Regions from separate parts of the Zea mays genome. Here region 2 is linked to region 1. The links are chromatin contacts, called in public Hi-C maps. All regions are on one chromosome and are shown on one strand. Each heading gives the region's core, a stretch centred on a gene start, on an enhancer-like site or on the middle of the called end of the contact. The rest is flanking DNA. Distances are from core to core; before and after follow the strand shown.

Evidence for each region. Hi-C and Micro-C count contacts between places; a contact is called where the count stands out from the background.
Region 2: a contact with region 1 is called in a Hi-C map of leaf, with 8 times the contacts expected there. The contact joins the promoter of LOC100275865 here to the promoter of LOC100278323 in region 1. A contact is called at or near these places in 10 of 25 Hi-C or Micro-C datasets (bundle sheath, endosperm, leaf and 3 more) and 1 of 3 datasets of contacts at active chromatin or transcription factors (leaf).

Annotation. Positions count from the first base shown.
Region 1 is chr3:171,497,572-171,500,763 of Zm-B73-REFERENCE-NAM-5.0, forward strand. LOC100278323 (Pentatricopeptide repeat (PPR) superfamily protein) reads left to right here and starts at 1,866. Exons shown (of 13, transcript NM_001151636.1): 1 at 1,866-2,032; 2 at 3,046-3,156. The coding sequence starts at 3,080.
Region 2 is chr3:171,683,850-171,686,885 of Zm-B73-REFERENCE-NAM-5.0, forward strand. It overlaps LOC100275865, which reads left to right and starts at 1,471. Exons shown (of 6, transcript NM_001371520.1): 1 at 1,471-2,491; 2 at 2,609-2,728. The coding sequence starts at 1,517.

The sequences.
Region 1 (3,192 bases), core at 616-3,115:
CCAAAACTGGCAGTGCTATTTTTTTTTTCATTTGAAGGAGGCTGAGCAATTAATGCCAGTATCCTGTAAATAGCAACATCTTTCGCCGTTTATTATTATGTAAGTACTAACGGATTGCGTTCCAGAATTTTCAGTTCTCTACCATGTCACGCACGGGCACAGTGATCTGGTCGCTGCACGAGTTATTATAATTCAAAACTAGGAAGCAAACTGCATCTATTCATCATCGTCATTTTGTTTGCATACGTGCATGGGACCAGGCCAACGACCAATAATAAATGCGGAATTTACTTTGAGATCCAACTTCACCGACTCCAAAGAACAACAACCCTAGGGATACGCTCGTACGGGAAGGGAACCCTAAAAAAATGATGTGCTCCAGTGTTGGGCATAATCAAGCCGGATCATGTTTATATTCGTTTCAAACCAGTTTCTATCCTCAGTCTATAGAAACTGGTTTATAAAAATAAAAATGAGTACCGATGTTTAGAACTCAATTTCTAAGAAACAAATTTCTAGTTTTTAAACAACAATTACTAGCATATACTTCCTCTATTTTAAAAAGCGATGGCAAAAGATGTAAATTCCATGAAACCAACAATGTCATGATGTAATTGAATAAACAAAAGCTGGTTTTAGCTATGAAAGATTAGCTTTCTGGTTTTTAAGAAACTGAAAATTCGATTTCTATAAATTAGTATGTTTGGAACCATTCTAGTTTATAAAAACCAGTTTATTAAAAACATGTGCTTACAAACAGGACCTTAATCGCATTATCATTCCCCCATCTTCACATAGAGCTTTTAAAAATGAAAATGAAAAAGTTAATTATGAAAGGCCCAGAGGCTCTAGTGGTAGAATTGTCTTCAAACCTGGTACCATTTTTTTTCTTTTTTATAGCCGGTGTTAGTGAAAATCGAGAGAAGAATTTCTAATATAAGAGCATATTTTGTCCTTAAAATAGTGACCTAAAAATTTAAATAATGTATAATTTAAAGTGTTTAAGACAGTAAGAATAAATAAATTAATCTTTAAATTTTGTATTTTAAAAATAGATTACATCATTAAAAAGGATTTCTACTATAAGAGCATATTTGTCCTTAAAATAGTGACATAAAAATTTAAATATTGTATAATTTAAAGTGTTTAAGACACTAAGAATAAATAAATTAATCTTTAAATTTGTATTTTAAAAAAATAGATTACATCACTAAAAAGGAAAGTTTGAGAATGATGTTGAAAATAAGAATATGGCACTAATCTAAGGTGTTTATATTTGTCACTTCATATCCTGTCATATTTTTTAATAAAAATTTTTATTATTGGATCTATTTTTATTAGTTAAGTTCTATATTTCAAGATAAAGCATTGAATTAAGGTGTTATTTGGTTCGTGTAATTATAACGTATTTCGATTTTAGCTGTAAGTGTTTCTGTCAGATTTTGTTTGGTGCCGGCCAGTTGTGTAACCGAATACAAAGTAATCAGATATGAGACATACACTTTTGTTACCGCTCCTTCAGCTCTGTAATCCAATTTCAGCTATTTGATTTTGTTAGTGACGTGAACCAAACAAAATACGTAGCTAAATCAAATCACGGTGTCATATGATTCTATTAATAAAATATATTTTTAACCAACTAACTATTAACTCTAGTGCATTTAAATAAACCTGACTATAACGAAAAATGTTCTAATCGTGATGAAAGCTTGCCCTGCGCTGTGCGTGTAGGATGCGCAAATTACCAAAAGGGCCCTGGGCTACTGAGTTGGCGGCTGCTCTCTCGGTGGTCCCAAAGGGAAGAGGGGGAACCGGGCAGAGAGCAGCGCAGGACAAGACAGGCAGAGAAGTCGCTAGCCAGACTAGTCTGCGCGGTGATCCGTCTTCCCTGGGGTGTTCCGCCGTCCTGCAGCAGAGGCAGGGGGTTGCCGCTCTCGCCGCCGCACGCTGCGGCTCTGCTCTGCTCCGCCTGATCCTTCCTGCGGCCCTTGTTTTTTCCTCTCGTTTCAGGTGGCCAGCCTTGGTTTTGCAGGTGAGCGCCGCTGACCTCGCCCTTCCCGTATCCAATCTGGTTGCGCTGCGAGGGTTGGCGTCCCCGAGATGTCTACTGCTTCCTTTTTAACTGTCCATACTGGTTTATTTCCTTTTAAATGTCCATACTAGTTTATACTTTATAATGATGCTTGGCTTGAAGAACAGGCTACAGAGGATACCTGTTCCGTGACCAGTGCAGTTCGCATGCGGTTGCTCACTGAACTATATAGTCTTGATTGATTGGAGAATTCGGTTGAATCGCTTTGGTATTAGTTTGTTACAAATTTGCAGTGTGACGGTAATTGCAACGGCTTCAGTTGGTAAAGTGCTCTGATCTGGTCCCACCGTCAGTACAAGGTACTGAGGAATTAGGCCGGATGGACTAAACATAACATAACTTGGGTTCGGTTTCGATGTGATCTTTGTGAACATGAGTGGTTTGCACATTCACAAGTGTCTCGTTTCCCTCAGCGGATTATCCCGGTTCATCTGACTAGAACTCTGCCATTATCCAGGGCAGGAAATAGTGATATGCCTAACTTCTTTGAAGGAAGGTGTTCACGAAGACCTAATTTTTCTTCCATCTGGATGCACTTTACCATGTTACGTGTTCTAATCCGAGTAGGCCTCATTGGTCAGCCAGCTGCATTTGATTGATAATCAACACAATAACCGAATAACATATTGTGCTCAATGTTGGAGAGGGTACAGATATTAGTTATGCTCCCTTCCTTTGAAACAGATGAATTTTTAGCCATTTTTTCTTTTTCAGAAAAGGAAATTAACCCTTTCTTTTGTCATCGGTACCCTCTTGTGTATCATTTTCTTTGAGAATACTAGTAACATCTGTTTGATCTGGTACATAGCAGCATGTTTAAATTGTGTCAAGACTGGAGAAATACCATCCATGCAGAATCATCCATATTATGTACATATTCCTTGAAAAGAGTATTTTAAGTACCTGAGCAATCCGCATTTTTTGGCCTAACAATTACGTTTTCATTTTTGCAGAACTCATTCAGTGGCCTCTGCTGAAAAGTGTTCAATGGCGTCAGGAGCCACCTTAAGCTGGGTTAAAACCCCATTTGACACCCGAAGATTTCATGACCTATCTAATCTAAGGTCCTTCCAATCCTTATCGTGACTGACTCTCAATGG
Region 2 (3,036 bases), core at 221-2,720, 190 kb after region 1:
CCGGGAAATATGCATGGGAGTGTTCCATTATCTTTGGAAGGCGCTTTGACTGCTCAACTGCCTCTTTCTTCGTGCGGATGACGAAGTTGAGCGAGTGCCAGGGGTCCATCGAGGACCTACTCTTGTCGAGCGACGGCATCAGTGCAGGGAAGGCCACACGAGGTTGCGTACTCGCGTGAACGCGCACGTGGGCCGAGGCTGGAGTTCTGGGACCCGGCCCCTCCACAGCTTCTGGTGTGGCACAACCCCGGCGTGAGCCTGATAGTGGCGGCAGAGTTCGAACTCGCCTCATGCACATCGGCTGGACGCCGAGAAGACTGCCAATGTTGGTGGATTTGTGCGCTGAGAGAAGTGGCGGCCGCCATGGCCTTCGGGGCAAGAGGCGTCAGGCCGCCACGGCTTCCGCTGTGTGTTGTGAGCACCGCTATTAAGCGTGCGGGTCCTGCCTCCCGTCTTGTGTGCGCGTGGGCGCCTCTCTGCTCGCGTGGCTCCACCACCGCACTGACCACTGAGTGTTGCTGGTGAGCCGCCGTGCTGCTGCTGGTTCTATTTTCCACTTTTCTTCCTCTGAATCTGTCCGAGATTCTCTTCTTTGATCCTCAATACGAACGCGCTGTGTTGAACAGATTCAATTTACTCATAAATACGTACCGCTCAATTGCGTAGAGAGAAAATCGAAGCCTATCGTGTAGGACAGTTCGGCTAGGCCAGAGACCTACCGGCGTGGTGGAGAGTCGGTGCCGATCGAATCCGCAGCAATGTTGAGGTAGAGCGTGCTGATAACGTTTTGAGAACTACGTTACCACGGATCACCAGATCCGCTCCCTTCCCTCCCATCAGCAGATTAGGCGCGAAAAGTTGTAGAGTACTCGTCTCCCTTCCAATAAGCATGACAGAGAAACCTACGAGACATATGATATATGGTTGCTCTTTCTCATCTTTCTGTATTATGAAGGGATATACATGTTCCTTATATGGAGATGTGAGATTCTTCAGGGGCAAAGTCGGTTTTTGCCCATATAACCCTAACTAGTGTTACTTAACAAGAATGATGTTGTTTTTTTTTGTTTGGTTCAGAAATGTAGATAGAATGAAACCGGTCCAGAAGTGTAGGTAGAAGAAAACTGTGCTGTTTTTTGTTTGGGGCTTCGAATGAAAACGCTTGTGAACGAAAAGGTTCGGGGCCGTAGAACGGGTTTCACCTCGCTCTCTTCTTCAACGGCCTCCGCCGTTCCCACAGTGAGCCTCAAATGGCTTTCCGGCCCAAGGTAAAGCACTTTTGGGCTTTGTGGGCCATGATATGGAAAACAAAGCTAACACAACAGAGATTCGGTCCTTCCCCCGTCGCGGCCGTGCGAACCGTTAAGCCCCTGCCGGCAGGCGGCCGCAATTAAACCCGCTTCCCTCGAAACTAGCCGTTGTACCCGTCTCTCCCGAAAATCCATCCCGCTCTCCCTCGACGGCCACACCCTCTCCGGCCTCTCGTCCGCTCCAATCCCGATCCTATCTATCCGGCATGGCCGCCGCCGCAGGCCCGCCGTCGCACAGCGCGGACCTGATGCCGCCGCCGCCCCCTCCGCCCGTCCTGACGACGACTGCGCCCCGTCCTCGCCGCCGCGCAAGGGAAGTCAGCTCCCGGTACCTCTCAACGCCCGTCCCCTCGACCCCGCGCCTCTCCACCGCCTCCTCCACGCGGTCGCGCTCCCCGTCGCCGACGCCGTCGCCTCGTGGACGGCAGCGGGCGGTCACGCCCTTCGCCAACGAGAACCACCCACCCCCGCCGCCGCCTCCCACGGGCACCGTTGCGCGCCGGCGGGCCGTCCAGAAGCTTTTCGAGGAAATCGGCGCCGGCAACCCGCGCGCCTCGGTGAGCTCCAACTCCTCCGCCGTGCCCGCAGCTACTCCGCGGCCGCTCCCGCGCTCCACCAGCGGGCCGGCCGCACCCACCGCGCGGAGGGGGTACCCGCGCCTTCCGACGCCCGCGCGTGCTGGCTCCTGCCCGGCTTCCGGCGCAGTGGATTCCGACACCGCCTCTTGCTGCTCTTCGTCTGATACGTCGTCCACGGCCACTGACCTGTCTGAGGCGGATCGGGCGCTCGGGATGGCTCCAGCCGCGCCGTGCGAGAGCCCGCCACTGCTGGGCCCAGCGTCCTGCCGCGGTGGACGCCTTTCGTCAGAGCTCTGCTCGTCGGTGCCGGAGTCGGGCGGATCCTCGCGGGCGTCCAACCCACTGTGCTACCGCTCGCTCAACTCGGCACTGTCAATCTCAACGGCGATGGCTGGGAAGTTGACGGCGGCAGGGAGGCCACCACAGCCGCAAGGGCCGAAGGTAGCTGATCTGAAGAAGGCGGCGATCCTGGGGGGCAGGAAGGTTGCGGGGAAGCAGGAAGACGTGCACCTGCTGCGGCTGATGGACAATTCGTACCTCCAGTACAGGTTCCTCAACGCCCGGGCTGAGGCAGCAGGCAAGGCCAAGGCGGCGGCTGCAGAGGTGAGGGGTTGCATAGGCCCGGCCGTCACGGGGGCGTCTATCTTGTTCTGGTTGACGAACTGATCGAATTGAAGTGCTGATGACGATTTGTTGTTTTTGGTTTTGTTGGGTGCAAAGAAATCCTTGTACGGGGTCGAGGAGAGGATTGCCAGCCTCAGGGTATCTGTCGCTGAGAAGAGGGCAGAGGTAGAGAGGATGAAAAGGGAGCATATATTGAGATCAGTAGTAAATGCGCAGGTAAAGCGAAGCTGTGATTTTCTGAATTTTGAATTGTTGTTGTATCCGGCAGGTCTTCCTTTTGTTTTAATCGCTGTTGTATTCACTGTGCATTTCTTCATAATTAGTGCTAACAAATTTGCTTGATTATTGAATCTAAGGTACCTAATTTTTTCAATCAGATAAATCACATGAATCAATTTATTTCTTGACATGCATGATAGGGGGATGTTGGGTGTCCATTTCATGTGATGTGAAGAGAGTTAGGGTGTGTTTGGTTTGACTTTTGGCTTTGGCTTTTGCCCCCCTAAAAGCCAAAAGCCAACCAA